Linked DNA regions of Sus scrofa: region 2 is linked to region 1. Evidence: chromatin contacts called from public Hi-C data. All regions are on one chromosome and are shown on one strand. Each heading gives the region's core, a stretch centred on a gene start, on an enhancer-like site or on the middle of the called end of the contact. The rest is flanking DNA. Distances are from core to core; before and after follow the strand shown.

Evidence for each region. A called contact is a pair of places that touch in the nucleus more often than the background predicts.
Region 2: a contact with region 1 is called in a Hi-C map of omental adipose tissue, with 1.9 times the contacts expected there. The contact joins the enhancer-like site here to the promoter of SPATA5 in region 1. A contact is called at or near these places in 1 of 5 promoter capture datasets (fetal liver), 4 of 47 Hi-C or Micro-C datasets (embryonic fibroblasts, fibroblasts, omental adipose tissue and 1 more) and 1 of 2 datasets of contacts at active chromatin or transcription factors (alveolar macrophages).

The regions. Positions count from the first base shown.
Region 1 is chr8:101,238,122-101,243,861 of Sscrofa11.1, reverse strand. It overlaps SPATA5 (spermatogenesis associated 5), which reads left to right and starts at 2,763. Exons shown (of 17, transcript NM_001177913.1): 1 at 2,763-2,907. The coding sequence starts at 2,763. NUDT6 (nucleoside diphosphate-linked moiety X motif 6) reads right to left here and starts at 1,695. Exons shown (of 8, transcript XR_002346434.1): 1 at 1,666-1,695.
Region 2 is chr8:102,188,693-102,194,432 of Sscrofa11.1, reverse strand. All of the region lies in intron 9 of TRPC3 (transient receptor potential cation channel subfamily C member 3), which reads right to left. Among named protein-coding and RNA genes, the nearest start is that of TRPC3, 44 kb to the right of the region's middle. Within about 2 kb of position 2,347, at least 6 of the 83 cell types and tissues checked have an H3K27ac peak or open chromatin away from gene starts, as enhancers often do. A contact at or near this core is called in embryonic fibroblasts, where this site is marked.

The sequences.
Region 1 (5,740 bases), core at 1,514-4,013:
CCTAATGATATCTCTTGTTATCTATTTCTAATCCTAATTAATATTTTGTGTATTTGCAATCCTGAAGGTTAACATAAGATTACACACTGGGGCTCAATTCATATTTATTAATGACTGGGTTTGTTTAAAGCCACACAGCTAATGAGTGACATAGCAAGTAGAACCAAGGTTATTTCCTCACTTATGCAGATATATATGAAGCTCAACAACATATTACCTGTTCATTCATCTAACTTTACAGTTATCAATAACAGGAACAATAAAGCAACAGACTTCATGTGTAAAGGTACTTAACTCTTGCTAATACATTATATACAATCAGTCCAATTTACTCGAATAGATTTGGATTTAATGGGCTTTCTTCTCAGGTTATTTTAGTTTATTTTTATAGGCAATATGATTAGGTTTTGTTTGACTCAATGACAACTAGCAATGGCACTTAACGGTGCTGTAAGAACACATTCTAGAGCCAGGGAAGTTAATCTGTCTCAGTACCATCATCCCTGAAATGAGGATAATAGTACATACCACACAAGTTGTTATGAGAATTAAATGAATCTGTATTCATGAAGTTTTAAAAAGTGTCTAGCACTTAGTGCAATTGCATTAAAAAGTTACAAAAAGCATATGGTACTTCAAAGTTTATAAATTAGTTTCATGTAATTTATCTCTGATCACATCTATCCAGTAAAGTAATTAGAGCTAGCATTATTCACATAAGCAACCTAAGATAAAAATATTTTCAGTGGTGATTTGCCTAATGGCTGGCTAGCTGTGTGGCAGAATCTGGGACTTGAAACTTGGGTGTGGGACTCCAAACCCAACCCACTTTCTGCTTTACCTTCCTGAGATAGTGCTTTGATCACTTGTTTGGCCACTTACGAGTAACAAGTGTGTGCAATAAACACCTGTGTCTACCCACACATATGACACACATTAGAGGATGAACACCGATTTGATCTGCTGGAGTTAGCAACTGTCCCAAGTAGGAGAGAAAACAGGTGAAGAGATAAGTAGCTTGGAAATGAGGATGCTTAAAGATTAACTAGCTCTACTCTATTACCATAGATGCTCACTTGCCATATGCTGCACAGAATAAAGATTATTTGAAGTTTCCTCTTAGTGTGAGAGGATATTTTTCCATGGCTAAATATCCTTTCTCTGCTTTCAATTTGATTATGAAGACCCTCAAGGGCAGTTTGAAAAACAGGTTGCTCCACCAAATCGAGGGCTCTCAAAGTGAAGGTTCCTCTTCACAAGCTTTCTTTTTTTTAATCATTGAATTCAAGGTTCAAAGAGAATAAAGAGAATGGTGAGCTTTGTTCCTGAAGACTGAAACCATTCACCAATCTCCCCCGCTAATTATAAAGGGAGTGTTGCTTTCTAAGTAGAAGAAACTCTCTAGTTCTGGGCACCAGAGCTCCTGATCCCACTTGTGAACAAATACGACCACTCGGAGCCTCTTCGGCCCACTTACGGTCCACCACCTGTATCAGAAAACGCGATAGGGTGTTTTTTTGTTTGTTTTGCCTTGGGCAAAGTGCCGGGCAGAACCAAGTCTCAGTAAACGGCAGTAAATAATTATGAAATAATATTAACAAACGCGGAGCAGTAAGTACGCGGCAGCTATAACGCTAAGCACTTAATAAGCATTGTCCAACTTACCCCTTAACAATCCCATGAGTTCCTGTTACCTGGTTTTACAGATGAAAAAAAGGTGATTTACAAAACTTGCCCAAGATCACACACTAGAAAGAGGACCAGAAAGTAGGGCTGCAGACCTAAAGTTTGAGCTCGTCACCATTTCCCCAACAGCCTCGGAAACCTCCCAGCCAAGGGCACGAGAACGAAAGGCAGAAAACGGGTGCGGGTCACACACGCCCTCTCTCCTTCCCTCCAGAGCGACTCGGGAGTGGGAACCCCAGTTACTTGGTTAGAAAGGTCGGGAGCCCGGGGAGCCTTGATCCAAGCGCACTTGCCCTGCAAAGCTCTCTGGAAGGCGACGGTGTCCAGGCGGTCCAGAGCGTCTAGTTTCACCGAGACGCCCCCGAATCTGTCCAGCTCACCCCTCAGCTCGCCAGCTACGGAAGGGGGGTCCCGAGAGCAACCCAGGAAACTCGAGGCCCCACGGAGCCCTGCATAAAGCATTGCGTGGCGCACCCGAGCCAGCCCAGTGAACCAGCAGCGGCCGCTCCGCAGCGGCGGCATTTCCACGCAGGCTCTCGTGGCCTCAAGCCTCAGCTTCCAAATTACCCAGCGGGTTTGCCTTAGAACGAAGAATGCTACCGTAAGTTTTAGAAGAGTACCACCCACCCTATCTCAGGGTTGAGCAGGCATTACCGCTTTGCAGCTCTAGGTAGAGGAAACGGCAGTCCTGTTGACTGACTCCTCTCAGAAGTTTGCCTGGCTCCCGCCAAGCGGGGAGAAACTCCCACAGCTTTCCACCCTCCCGGAGTTACCCCCACCCATTTTAATATTAAAGGGACGTTTGTTCAGGGATGGAAAATGCGGTGGAGATAAGAAAAATTCCTGTTTTTCAGGAATTTACAATCTAAAGGACAGTTCTGTCCACCTACTCCTTGGCAGAAGTCAGAACCTCTTCAACGAAGGATCCTCGGTTCTCCCGCTCCTCCTGCGCTCCACTCCGGGGATTACGGCGCGGAACAGAGCCTCGCTGGCTTCTGCCCCGGAAGTTTTTCTCTCAGTGAAGCGCGCACGTTGAGCCGGCTTCACCGCTGCTTCTCTCAGGCAGCCTTGAGATCATGTCTTCCAAGAAGAACAGAAAACGCCTGAACCAAAGCACCGAGAATAGTTCGCCCTCGGCCTCCGCTGCTTCCTTTCCTGAGGGGGCCACAGCTTCAGCCGTGGCGGCCGGGACTTTGGTGGTGATCAACTTCCTAGAAAAGGGTAAAGAGTTCTGAGAGGGAGGTCCGAGGCCGAGGGGGTGCTGCCTGAGAGGACGAAAACCTAGCGGTTCTACCTTGAGGGGAAGAGGTTTTTAAAAAGTTGGTCGAGGCAGCGATATGAGCGCGGCACAGAAGTCCTAAAACACCTGAAGCTGCGCCTGCATTGGAAACGTGAGGCAGAAATGACTTAACCATGGCAAGTCAAGCTGCATTTTTTGAATTTCTAAGTTTCACTTGAAACAGCCTAGGCTTGTTTAAGATTAACGGCATATGTAAGTGTAAAATCGCTCATATCAAGCGAGCTTTGTATACAATCACCCAGTTCGGTGACCATGTGGACCCGTCCTTCTTGAGAGAGAGGTCGATGTGCCTTTAAGATTGATAAGTGGCTTTTCCCCTGTTACACCAGTTCTGGTATTTAATAACAGCTGTTAATTGTACACTGGCGTTAGCAGTAGGTTGCGCATTTCACTTACGTGTCTCATTTACTCTTCTCAGAGCTTGGGAGATGGTATTGTGTTCTGCCCATTTTACAGAGGAAGAAAAGTTAACGTGACCGCCCCAGGTTACACAGCCTACTAAATAAATAACAAAGGTTTATTTGAGGCCAGAAGTATTTGACTCTAAAGCCATTGCTTTAGATCAGGGCAACCTTGACTTGAGAGAACGGATTTAACCGAAACGCATTTAGTTGGTAAAGCTTCTAACAGTCTTGATGTTTTGTGGTTTTTAAAAATGGTTCAGATTAACCTAGCGGCAAGATTTTTATTTCTCTATTGCAGACCCTAAAGACTATCTTCAAGTTAACATTGCGTTTTCAGTCTCTTTTGGGGATCAGAGGGCAACTAGTTGGGTCTTGCTGTCTTGCACAATCTCTTTTTCTTTCTTTCTTTTTTTTTTTGCTTTTTATGGCCGAACTCTGGGCATATGGAGGTTCCCAGGCTAGGGGGTCCAGTCGGAGCCACAGCTGCTGCTCTTCTCTCACTCCTCAGCCTCTTCCTATTTGACATCCACCCTATTATTCCATCAAAATGGCACCTGCCCTGGTGGCTGATTATCTCCATGTGGATAAATCCAATGGATGGTATTTCATTATTTGACCCCTCAGCAGCTTTTGGTATTGTCTGTCAGCCATTTCTACCTTCTTTAAACAGTTTTCTTCTTGACTTATGTATCATCACTTTCCCAGAGTTTTCCCCTTCTTTGGTTGGTACTTAATCAGTTTGTTTTGCAGGCTCACCCTTATCTACCTAACTGTCCAAAGTAGAAGCTTCTTAATCCTTAGTCCTAAACCCTCTTTTTCTCTATATGAACTTTCTTCAGCAAGTTCATCCACTTCCCAGAGTTTCCCATTTATACCCTTATTTTCCAGATTTGTATGTGTAATTTATATTGTTTCTGAGTCGATTCAATTGTCTTCTAGACCAATGCGTTTCAAACTCTGTAGGAAAGATTTTGAAATTAATGACGTGGCACAGTAACACTGTTGTAAAATAAAATAGAAGTAAATTACTGGCAGATAAGTTAGAGATTTTTATTAGATTCAACATATGTAGAATTACTTTGTCAAAATGCGATAAAAGCTTCTAAATGCATATCATTTTTTTGTTCTTACCTCATCATGAACAGTAACAAATAGTTTGTGGACTACATTTTTTTTAAATTGGAATATAGTTGATGAACAATATTTTGTTAGTTTCAGGTGTATGTCATTGTGATTCCCTTTTTTTTTTTTTTTTTTCTTTTTAGGGCTGCATTGGTGGCATGTGGAAGTTTCAGACTAGGGGTCCAATCAGAGCTGCAGCTGCTGCCCTACACCACAGCCTACACCACAGCCATAGAAATGCAGGATCCGAGCCTTTTTTGCCACCTACACCACAGCTCACAGCAACGCCATATCCCTGATTGAGGTCTGGGAGCCTGAGATTGAACTACATCCAGTGGATACTAGTTGGGTTTGATTACACTGCACAACAATGGGAATTCCCCACTTTTACTGCACCTGTTGAGGTGATCATATGGTTTTTGACTTTTGTTAATGTGGTATATGATGTTGATTGATTTGTGTATGTTGAACCATCCCCACTTTTAAATACATTAAATGATTACCATGATAAGTCTAGTACCATCTATCACCATACAAATTAATATAGTATTATTGAGTATATTCATTATACTGTACTTCTCTGTGACTTACTTTTTAATCGGAAGTTTGTACCTCTTAATTCCTTTCACCTGTTTTGCCCAACCCCCTCCACTCTTCTCCCAGCTAGCAACCATCCCTTTGTTCTTTGTATCCATTTGTCTGTTTCTATTTGTTTTGTTTTTTAGATTCCACATATAAGCGAAACCATATATTTGTCTTTTTCTGACTTACTTCACTTATAATATCCTCTAGATCCATCCGTGTTTTTGCAAATGGCAAGATTTCATTCTTTTTATGGCTGAATAATATTCCATTTTACTATATCCATTTTATATGTATAAAAGTTCTCTATATATTTTGGATATTAATCCCTTATCAGATATATCATTTGCAGAAGTCTTCTCTCATTTAGTAGGCTGCCTTTTTGTTTTGATAGTTTCCTTCACTGTGCAAGAGCCTTTTAGTTTGATGTAGATTCATTTTTTTTATTTTTGCTTCTGTTGCCCTTGCCTTAAGAGATCCAAAGGGAGTTCCCATCGTGGTGCAGTGGTTAACGAATCCAACTAGGAACCATGAGGTTGTGGGTTCGCTCCCTGGCCTTGCTCAGTGAGTTAAGGATCTGGTGTTGCCGTGAGCTGTGGTGTAGGTCACAGGCACTTTGGATCCCTTGTTGCTGTGGCTCTGGTGT
Region 2 (5,740 bases), core at 1,098-3,597, 950 kb before region 1:
TGGAATACTACTCAGCCATAAAATAATGCCATCTGCAGCAACATGGATGGAACTAGAAACTCTCATCCTGAGTGAAGTAAGTCAGAAAGAGCAAGACAAATACCATATGATATCACTTATATCTGGAATCTAATATACAGCACAAATGAAACTTTCCACAGAAAAGAAAATCGTGGACTTGGAGAATAGACTTGTGGTTGCCAAGGGGGAAGGAATGGGATGGATTGGGAACTTGGGATTAATAAGATGCAGACTATTGCTTTTGGTATGGATTAGCAATGAGAAACTGCTGTGTAGCACTGAGAACTATGTCTAGTCACTTATGATGGAGCATGATAATATGAGAAAAAAGAATGTATACATGTATGTATAACTCCATCATCATGCTGCAGAAAATTGACAGAAGACTGTAAACCAGCTACAATGGAAAAAAATAAAAATCATTTTATATATATATATATATATATACACACACACACACACACACATACATATACATAAAAAGAAAGCCTATGAGGACTTCATTTACTGCTAGTAGGAAAAATATCAGGAAAATAAAATATTTTAAACCTTCATAGAGTGTGCAGGTTCCTTAGAAACATCCTGAACATGCCACTCAGATTAAATTCCCTCACTGAAAACAGGAAGGCATATTCATTTCCATATCATCTTTACACTTCAGGGGAAATCATGGTTACAGGCTTAATTTTTTTCTTTGCAAAATTTAATGTGTTTTAAGCTCTCCATGTATCCAACAAAAATGTTCACCTTAATATTTACAGATTAATATACTTATCTAGCACTGCACCAAATCTAAGTTTTTCTAAAAGGCAAGAAGATACCTGCTGTTGAACTCAAGTCAGTTTTTCCACACAGGACATTACCTGCTAATCATCCATCCACTCTCTAGTTAATTTAGGAAATACAATTGATGTGAATTCCAAAATGATTTGCAGCTCAAAGAAGGGGCACAACTGAGCCATCTCCATTCTATTAGCTAGAGGACAGCTTGTCTGATGAACCCAGGCAGTATTGTATAGAGAAAGTGGGGTGCAAGGGCAAACTGCCTGGATTTGAGTGTGTTTAGTTATTTACAAGCTGAGGAATCTTGGTGACTTTATCCGTGTAATGGAAATGACAGAATCTATATTATCAAAGATAATACAGATAAATTACATAGAAGGTGCTCAATTAATAGAACTATTATTCCTTCTTCTTAGTATTATTATTTTGCTTTTAGGGCTACACCCATGGCACATGTAAGTTCCCAGGCTAGGGCTTGAATCAGAGCTACAGCTGCTGGCCTATGCCACAGCCACAGCAACGCCAGATCTGAGCCATGTATGCAACCTACACCACAGCTCACGGCAATGCCAGATTCTTTAACCCACTGAGCAAGGATAGGGATTGAACCCGCATCCTCATGGATACTAGTCAGGCTCATTACTGCTGAGCCACAGTGGAAATTTCCTATTCCTTATTATAATTTATACTTCTTTTGTGAAGCAAATCTTGAGTAACCAATCTTAATAATTATGGTACCATAGTCAAAGAGCATGTAACTTTTATGTCATAAGTAAAAATATTGTTTAAAATATTACCTTCACCTAAATTTCCAATAGATTCTTTAATCAAATCCTGTACTCAAAATTAAATTGATCAATAACTGAATTATCTTCTTTCCCTCTTGGGCAAATGGCTAACTAAACCAATAGGAAGTCTATAGATTAACTTCTACATTCCACAAACCTCCAGGAATTATCCATATTTTTGGCTATAAGCATGTATGTCACTCTTTAAGGAAGACATTGTAACTTTTATAGAGTTGACTATGGATTCTCTCTGTCCACAGTGTGGAATGCGAGGTGGTACCACATGGTGGTAGTTACCTCAAACCTCTTGCTAAAAACCCAAGTTCATTTCTCAGCCCTCCATTAAGACTGGGGGAAGGAATGAAATTTGGGTAGTTGGATATCTGGGTATGCCATATCTTCCTAAAAGGCCTCAAAGCTTTTCTTTTCACTGGCTTATTTTTTACTGATTCAAATTCAACTAACAATTGTTAAGTATTCTACCAGGTACCTTTACATTCATTTGTTCCTTTACTCTTACAGATTTTTCATAATCTGAATTTTAGCAATCTATAAAGTATGAATATAAGGTAATAAGACTGATTTGGACAAACATAAAGAATTTGGAGGAACAATTTTAGAGTAGAATTTTAGAGAGAGAACGGTCCTTGGAAATCATGTGTTTTTCATTTTTTCATACCACTGGTGACACACCCTGACAGATCACCACTGCACAGCCTCTGAATAAACATCTGTGATTCAGACCTTGCTACTCTTTCCAGATAGCTGGTTTAGTCTATTTTTGGACAACTGTAGCTGTTAAAAAATTCCTTTGTGTTGAGCCCAAATCTGCTTCACTGTACTTTCTAACTACTAGTCCAAGTTTTCTTTTCTTTTTTTCTTCTTCTTTTTTTTTTTTTTTTTTTTGTCTTTTTTAGGGCTGCACCCTTGGCATATGGAGGTTCTCAAGCTAGGGGGTGAATCGGAGCTGTAGTCCCTGGCCTACACTATAGTTTACAACAACACCAGATCCTTAACCCACTGAGCAAGGCCAGGGATTGAACCTGTGTCCTCATGGGTACTAGTCAGATTCATTTCCACTGAGCCACAACAGGAACTCCACCAAGTTTTATTCTCTGGAGAAAAAAAGAGAATAAATATCCTTCTTCTTCTCTTTGATCAGCTTTCAAATATTTCCCTTCTCTGTGTTTAAAAAAAATGTGAATTTTATATACATCCCACCTATACCACACAGACATATCTCATGGCTATGTGAATGTTTGCCTACTTTTTTCTGTCCTTCCCTTCCTCTCCACCTCAGTGCTGCCCTCATCCACTCCAGTGGAGAGAACCTTGAAGCCATGGGCTATATCTTTGTATTTTTATCACCTGGGACCATGCATAATAGAGGAGATCCTGAATGTGCCATGAAGCTTAATGCAACGCCTCATACTGCCTCCTTTAGAGTCATGTGCTTCCAGTAATGCCAAGCCTGCATGGATTGAATCAGAGCCCACCACGTGGGCCAAGAAGGCGGTCAAACACTATCTGGGTGGAAGGTGTACCCAAGCTGAAGAAGGCTGTTAAAGCAGAGCTGCCACAAATGAAAGCAGAGATAGGTTCCAAGAACTGACAGCCCAGTTTTTGTGGAGTCTTATATTTCCACTTTGTATGGTCAAATGAGCATACTAATGTACCTTTAACTTGAATGAACGCAGGTATTCATGAACTGAATTCAGTCATAGTGATCCCTCCAAGTCTTTATGTTCTCCAAATAAATTCTTTATAGACATAAAAAAATGACCTCAGCATACTACTAACAATTAATGTTAATGTAATAATACTGCTATTGATCAAGGCACTTTGAAAATTTTATTTGTTACTCTTTGAGGCACATTTCAATCTCTGTCTTTGAAGTAATTGTTTTGGAGAGGAAACACTCTTTTGAATGTAAAACATGTAAAGTGATAATTTGATTGGTGTTGTCCATATGGTTTTTTGAAGGTGGATGTGACTATTTTTGAAAACCTGGTGAAGTTTGATGGCACAGAGTCTTGTTAATAAGATGAATAATTAGCTGAGTTTAGTAATGAGAAGATAATAAAGCACTTGTGTGGGTCTTAATTATAAAAGTAATTCTTTAGAGATATTCCAAAAATATTCTGACCCGTGACAGAATTATTAGAACTTGTGTATCTCAAAGGTCACCCCTTTGAAGAAGAAAAATTCCCATTTAGCATATTAAGATCTTGAATTCCTTTAAGGTAAGTCATCTAATTACACTTCATGAAACAAAAATCCATAACAAATAATCCAACTTTTAATACTCATAATGGCAATATTTTATCTAAGTATAATCAATGCATTTATATGAAGTTTGGTGTGCACATAAGTGATTGAGATTTTTTTCCCTCAATTTATTTTTCTCTACTATCACTTTTGGAGCCACAAAATATTATACCACAAGCACGAGGAATTCTTCTCCTTAGAATATATGAAAGATACAGGATTCTGGAGTCTCTAGGCAGTAAAGACTGTCTCATGTAGAAGGATAGCAATTGTGTGTGTGTGTGGGTGTGTGGCTGTGCAAGTTCCCAGGCCAGGGATCAAAGCCACATTACAGCAACAACCCAAGTTGCTGCAGTGAAAATGCTGGATCCTTAACCTACTGCACCACAAGAGAACTCCAGCAATTTTTAATTTAACAACAAATTTAGAAGTTTCTTCACTTCTTCCAAATCACTCAAAAGCAACAAGGAGAACAGCAAACAGAAACACTCCTTCCTTAATGAGACTTAGCGGAATTCATATTCTTTTTTAGAAAGGTTATAAGAAAAGGTCAAATGGGGATGTGGGGAAACGCCGAGAGCAGCAGATATTTATGGCTGAGAACATCCCTTGACCTTTTGATACAAAGTCTTCAGATGCTTAAAATATAGGGCAGAAGGAGAAATTATAAAGAAAAGCCATGTTTGCTAGAAATATTGTCAGTGAGGTGGAGAGGGAGAGCCTGCCTTGTGAACAATCCTGTTGTGCTATTCTTGATGAGGGCAAATAAAGAATAAATGGAGGGAGTTCCCGTCGTGGCGCAGTGGTTGACGAATCCGACTAGGAACCATGAGGTTGCGGGTTCGATCCCTGCCCTTCCTCAGTGGGTTGATGATCCGGCGTTGCCGTGAGCTGTGGTGTAGGTCGCAGACGCGGCTCAGATCCCGCGTTGCTGTGGCTCTGGCATAGGCTGGCAGCTACAGCTCCGATTCGACCCCTAGCCTGGGAACCTCCCATATGCCGTGGGAGTGGCCCAAGAAAAGGCAAAAAGACAAAAAAAAAAAAAAAAAAAAAAAAAAAGAATAAATGGAATTTACATATACAACCCTGTGCCTAAAGGCAAATTCCTAGTAGCCTGGAATGAGGCCCTGGAATTCTCTGAACCCACACTAACCTCCTGAAGGCAGTTGGTCCAAGAATAACCTACTTCATTCAAAACTGAGTAATAGTAATTGGCACAATACTATAAATCAACTATACTTTAATGAAAAAATAAATAAATAAATAAAACCCCAGAACAAAAACAAAACACATGTAAAAGCTAGCACAGTATCTGGTGCATAAGTCCTAGATACTAATAATAAAGTTGCTTAAGATTAAAAAAAACTGAGTTATACTCAGGAATCTACAGAACATCTATACTAAGATAGTTCAAGAAAAAAAAAAAGAATTAAAACATGCAGCTGATTAAGGATCCAGCATTGCTGCAGCTGTGGTGCAGTTTGTGTAGATTCGATCCCTGCCCCAGGAACTTCCACATGCTGCAGATGTGGCCAAAGAAGAGGATAAAACAAATAGCAAATAATGAACACTCACTAGAAAAATGTTAAGGAAAAGATGAAAACACATAATATGATTCTTGAAATATAATCTTCTAAAAATGTGAACTGATCATGTCTTTGAAATAAGAGCACAAAAGGTCGAGAAAATTACGGCAAGACAAAGGAGGAAATAAGAAAAGTTGTAAAATCTCAAGAGGGTAGGAAGAAAAAAGTTAAAATCATCCAGAAATGAAAGATATATTTGAAGCAGCACATAGAGATAGATAGGAATAAAATATAGTATGAGAAAAAAGGAGTCACAAGAGAGAACTGGAGGAAAAATTCAAAAGGCATAGAGAA